Regions from separate parts of the Mus musculus genome. Here region 1 is linked to region 2. Evidence: chromatin contacts called from public Micro-C data. All regions are on one chromosome and are shown on one strand. Each heading gives the region's core, a stretch centred on a gene start, on an enhancer-like site or on the middle of the called end of the contact. The rest is flanking DNA. Distances are from core to core; before and after follow the strand shown. Region 1 overlaps Galm (galactose mutarotase). Region 2 overlaps Hnrnpll (heterogeneous nuclear ribonucleoprotein L-like).

What was found. A called contact is a pair of places that touch in the nucleus more often than the background predicts.
Region 1: a contact with region 2 is called in a Micro-C map of granulosa cells, with 4 times the contacts expected there. The contact joins two enhancer-like sites. A contact is called at or near these places in 3 of 39 promoter capture datasets (the SN4741 cell line, cranial neural crest and liver), 4 of 15 datasets of contacts at CTCF or cohesin (CD8 T cells, the NIH/3T3 cell line and pro-B cells), 139 of 484 Hi-C or Micro-C datasets (the 3T3-L1 cell line, 3T3-L1-derived adipocytes, the 63-12 cell line and 90 more), 44 of 115 datasets of contacts at active chromatin or transcription factors (the 230-238 cell line, CD4 T cells, CD8 T cells and 33 more) and 5 of 9 other capture datasets (adipose tissue, embryonic stem cells, embryonic tail and 2 more).

Annotation. Positions count from the first base shown.
Region 1 is chr17:80,167,426-80,170,194 of GRCm38.p6, forward strand. All of the region lies in intron 4 of Galm (galactose mutarotase), which reads left to right. Among named protein-coding and RNA genes, the nearest start is that of Gm51284, 26 kb to the right of the region's middle. Within about 2 kb of position 1,491, at least 159 of the 459 cell types and tissues checked have an H3K27ac peak or open chromatin away from gene starts, as enhancers often do. A contact at or near this core is called in granulosa cells, where this site is marked.
Region 2 is chr17:80,047,026-80,049,895 of GRCm38.p6, forward strand. Hnrnpll (heterogeneous nuclear ribonucleoprotein L-like) reads right to left here. Exons shown (of 13, transcript NM_144802.4): 4 at 2,782-2,867; 5 at 1,740-1,836; 6 at 1,583-1,655. Among named protein-coding and RNA genes, the nearest start is that of 4933407O12Rik, 14 kb to the right of the region's middle. Within about 2 kb of position 1,381, at least 2 of the 459 cell types and tissues checked have an H3K27ac peak or open chromatin away from gene starts, as enhancers often do. A contact at or near this core is called in granulosa cells, where this site is marked.

The sequences.
Region 1 (2,769 bases), core at 241-2,740, 120 kb after region 2:
GGGTACCACTCAAGGTAGAAAGGTTTTAAGGGAGAGGGAAACTGACTTGAGAACTGAAATGGTTGTGGGAGAACTTGGGGAATCCAAATGATGAATGTGAATAGCCTCAGTCTGTGAATTTTCTCCTGGTTCTTTCAGAAGTCTGGACAAAGAACGTGGATTGGCCCACAGTTAGGGTTTCTGTCAGATCCAAGGGCAGGAGGTCAGAGTGTTAGACAGGTCAAGAAAGGTCACTAAGCCAGTAGCTTAGGCTGTAGACAATGGGTCTTTCATAAGTATCAAAGGATGTGAAGGATGGTAGGATACATAGTAAGAAAATACGGTGACACCAGGGACCTGGCGGTCTCTGGAGAAGATCAGACCTATCTGGAACCTCACACCTGCGGTACAGCCAGAAGGCATGAAGGCCACAGCTGGGCAGAGAGCCACGGCAGAGTGAACTTCTTAACTAATGGCAAATCCCTGTGTTCAGTGCTGATGGCCATCTAAGATGGAAAAACACTGTCAGGAAATGCCTTATGTGGGTTAACCATGAAGAATTGCCCTCTCATCTGAAAGTGACCTGCGGCTCAGCTCAGCTCTTCCTGCTGTGGATGTCACGTCATATCTGGAAGCGACACCCTCCTTCCTTTGAGTCAGAGTCAAAAAAATCAGAAAGCCCTCAGTGGAGTGAGAAAGAGATTGGGGAGAGCGGGACCCACCCACATGGTATCGGAATGACATCATCAACACAACCAGACAGCAGAGGAAAAGTGCAGAGGAGTGCTGAGACCGAGGGGTCTGTGAAATGTTTCCAAAATGCTACCTCTACAGGAAAGTCCCAAGGTGCTTTTCCTTGTTGGCTGCTGGAATGAAGTAAGAATTCCCACCCAGGGTGTCACCTTTCATTATCATCCTCTTTATGTCGCTTCCTAAAATAATAACTGCCATTCAGGAGATGACTTAACCAAGATGGCTTAATTAGATATCAGACGAATACCTGTGCCCAGGAGCCCCATTACTGCAGGCCTCCTCATGCAAATCTTTCTGGCTATTCCCAACCTGACTAGCTAAAGAGACAGACGTAATTGGAGCAGCTGGGCTGTAAGCACAGCTGGGCCGTCCCCATGGAGACCAGAATTCTGCTCGGGAGTGCTTCCTGTTGCCAGCTTTTCTTCCCTCTATCTTTTTTTTTCCCGTTGTGTAGCAGCGCCTCAGTGCTCAGGTCTGTGCATACCAATCACTGGGGAGGTCGTTAAATACAGATTCTGCCTCCGCATTCTCTGATTGAGCTACTGGGTCCGTGATTCTCACAAGCCCGTAGGTGAGGCATGTTCTGCTGCTGCTGGTGGTCCTTGAGTCTCCTTCCAAGCAGCTATCAACAAAGCTCCAGCTAGCCTGCAGGAGCGTATGTTGCTTTCTCATTTTGGCACCATTTCTCCCCTTCTGTTGCTCTCCCCAGCTCCTCTATGGTCTCCAGTGGACAGTAGCTCCCTGTGTTCTCCCTCCTCCCTCTAGCACGCCATTCGTGGGCTCCATCACTAAACGTGTGTTCCTCAAGTCAGTCTTCAGCTAATGGCTTTCAGCCAGCGGTTTCCTTAAATCAGGCTAGCTGAAAGTTCTATTAAGACACAAATGGGTGGGGATGAAGCTCAGTTGGTTGAATGCCACAGAGCATGAATGAGGTCTCTGGGCCATCCTCGGTACTGCATAAAACCAATCGTGGTGGCCACACCCATGACCTCAGCACAGGTGGTAGAGGCAGGCTTAGAAAAGGTCAGCCTTCTCAGCTGTACAAGCTCAAGGGCAGCCTGGGCGATATGAGACGCTGTCTCAAAATTAAAAGTTTTAAAAGAAAGAAGAAAAAAATAACCCAATATCACAGAGTATTCCGCAAGTCGACACCCAGCTTCGCTGCTTTTGTCTCACACCCCAGTAATCCTGGGGTGTCACAGCTGGAAGGCATCACATCTGGATCCCAGAGCTCAGCAGCAGCTGGGTGTCCCTGGGGAAGGATATCACCTTGCTCATTGTCCACCGGGTCAAAGTATTGAAAAGGCTTTTCATTTTTCTTCCTTTTGGTTTCTCAAGACAGGGTTTCTCTGTTTTAGCCCTGGCTGTCCTGGAACTCAATCTGTGGACCAGGATGGCCTTGAACTCAAGAGATCCACCTCTGCCTCCCGAGTAAGTGTAGCTGGGAGTAAGTGTTTACACCACTACCGCCTGGCTTTTTTTTCTTTTTTTAATATTTATTTAAATTTGGTTCTGGAGAGAGTCTTATTGTATAGTTCCAACTGGCCTTGAACATGCTACTTAAACCAAGCTGGCCTATGCAGGGTGACGGTGGCAAAGGACTTTAATCAGGAGGCAGAAGCAAATAGATCTGAGTCTAAGGCTAACCTGGTCTACAGAGCAAGTTCCAGGACAGCCAGAGCCACACAGGGAGACTCTGTCTTAAAAAACAAAACCAGGCTGGCCCCAAACTTGAAGAGATCTGCCTGTCTCTACCCCGACCCCCCATCCCCGAGTGTGAGGTTAAATATGTATATGCCTGGCACGCTGGTATCACAGATACGCTATACCACATCCTGGCTGTTGTTTTCTTTGCTTACTTATTTTGAAGCTGTCTCATATACCCCAGGCTAGATGACTAGTCTACCAGCTGAGTGCTTCCTAACCCCTGAACAACCCTTTCAAATAAGTATCACCGGGTGCTTCATTTGAGGAAGCTGAGAACTCAGGAGGCACACACGTGGTACACAGACAAACAGACAGGCAAGAGATACCTGT
Region 2 (2,870 bases), core at 131-2,630:
TGCATGCATAAGATGAAATGGTTTCCTGGAAACTGAGAGCAAAAGTAGTCAATCGTAGTATCTGTGTGAACACTGTGTCTCACTCTCCTTCCTTCGGCTAAGCACACGTACCGTCAAGCACTGCTCAAGGTATTCTGGACGGTGGTTTCTAGCTAACTTTACAGACACCCACCTAGGGTTTTTCTAATATGGAGTCCACTGTTAATACTGTAGCTGGAATGTAGCCAATACTGAAGCCCCCTTGTTTTTACAAGATTGACATTTTAATTTGTATATTTCAAAATTACCAGTTACTTAACAATTTATCAGTGAAACCTATGCTTGTGAAATTTAGCATTTATAGGCTACTGGTGGAAATGCATTTCAAATGAAATGCTCTTAATATTCAGATTTATCAAGTTTAGATATATTCTATCTTGAAAAGGACACGTTATTTTCACCTATATTTGAAATGTCAAATTTTCTGGTTACACAAATTAACATAAGTAAAAAAACCCTTTGTTACAAAATGTGACAACTTATAAACAACCACTTACAAAAATCAAACCACACAGAAAAACATCTTTTACATATAATGCACCTTTTCATTTTGTTAGACCCTCTGTTCATGTTCATAATTAGGGAAAAACAAAAACAATAACAAAGTAAACTTATATGCCACAATGTGTACTTTTTTGTGCTGAGGATCAAACACAGGGTGGATTCACACTAAGCGCGTGCTTCACACCACTGACCAGCTTATCCTCAGACAAACCACACCTTTCTACCCACAGATCTTTAACGTCTGTGTGAATTGGTTAAGCATTATCAATCCCCAAGGTGTGTAGATAAACTGACCCCTGGTTAAAAACCAATTAACAATTTAAAATCTAAGCTGAATACAGTTACATCAATGGGCAGTAAACTTTACAACATTACATAAAGTCTAGTTTTCATAAATAAAAACTCTACAACTGGAACCTTAAGGGAAATCCGATCAGTATACATACAACTTGAATAAATGGGCACAGTCTATCATGGTGTTCATCCCATGCAAGTCTGAAGTACTGTTAAATGTCGTCCTTTACAAACTTGGGCTGATGATGCATGTAGTATGCAGTCAAGGTGAATTGCAAGTCTGAGTTTTTCAGAGGGCTTTGCTGATGCCGGTGTTGTGCATGATGAAGTGTAGAGTCAGCCTGCCGGAGTCCTCTAGCCTTCTGAATGCCTCGTCCAGCTTGGGGGAAAAGTCCTTTCCATAGAGAAGCAGTGTGCAAGTTTGCAGTTTGTAAGGAATATTCTGAATCAGTTTCCTCTCCTCCAAAGAGAGAGAGCTGCTTGGAGAAATGCAAGTCCTTGAACTGCGGGCGTGCCTGTATGTGAGGGCTCCTTGTTGAACTAAATATAAATAAGCTCAGCAGGTACCAGTAGGGGGCACTAATGTCCAAGGTTAATTTCCAGCATTACACGGACTTTTGTAACAAAAGCATTCAACAAGATTTTCATTTTAATTAACTAGCTCATCTCAGAAAAAAAAGAATGCGACTGCTTGTAAAGTTTCTCAGCAGATCTCAGTACATTCTAAAATTCGTAAAATACCTACCTCGTCTTCCCAAATAAGGTTTAGTGTAGTCCCAACTGTCATTGTCATTCCTAATAACATTTAGACGAGTTGGCTGTGGAAAGTGAAGATAAGTAAGTTTAAATTGAATACCCAAGTATAAATATTCCTTTGGTAGACTGTCGAAAGAAATGCTTACCCTTGCATATTCAATTTTTAGTGTGCAACATCCGGCATATATATCAGCTCCATTGAGTGCTGCTTTAGCCTTCTGGGCGCAAAGGACTGACTCAAACGTAAGGCTTCATTAAGGAAATGTGGCTGAAGAATTCCTAAATTTAGTTGTGTTTCATTCCTAATGAACTAAAAAGATAACCCAACACTGTGTTTCTGAGAATGTTTTCCCAAATAAAATTTCTAAGTAAATCTTTATTTAATAAAGATTTAAAGATTGAGAATAACACAGAAAATATAACATGATCAACATGCCCACATTAACCCTTCCAAATCACTAGAAGGTCTATAAAGTAGAGAACGAAGGAGGTTCTATCCCCCAGTGAAGGGCAATCTATAACTATGAAACAGAAAATTATTTTACTCTTAAAGAACAGGGCCAAGGAAGTAACACAGTTGTCAGAGTGCTTGGACGAGCGCGTGGAGCCAATGGTCTCAACCCTCAGTACTTTAGGGGACTATTTTATGGTACAAAGTTATCAAAATAGTAAAATTCCCCTATAAGTACTAGAATTTCATCTTTTAAGCAGGGCACAGTGGTATACACTTTTTAAAAAAAAAAAATGTGGACCCTGTCAGGGTTGCCTCTTTTTCTTTTTTTTTAAATTCATAGATTTATTTGTTTTATGTATGTGAATACACTGTTGCTGTCTTCAGACACACCAGAAGAGGGCATCTGATCCCACTACAGATGGTTGTGAGCCACCATGTGGTTGCTGGGAATTGAACTCTGGAAGAGCAGTCAGTGCTCTTAACCACTGAGTCATGTCTCCAGCCCAGTGGTGCACACTTTTAATCTCAGTACTCAGAAATGGCCCATCTCTGAACTAATGGCCAGTCAGAGTTATACAAGATCCTAGCTCAAAATAAGACAACAAACTTAAGACTGCTCTAAGATGAAAATACAACACTTGCCTAAAAATGCTCAAGAAGAAAAAAAAAAAAGATATCAATATGAATTACAAACACTTCTATACATCAGTAACACATTTACAAATAAAGGATATTCAACCATTGCTTGTATCCCATTTCTCTTGAAGATAACAATACGCTGTACTTTTCCAACAGGGTTGCATACAGTATACAGAACATCCTA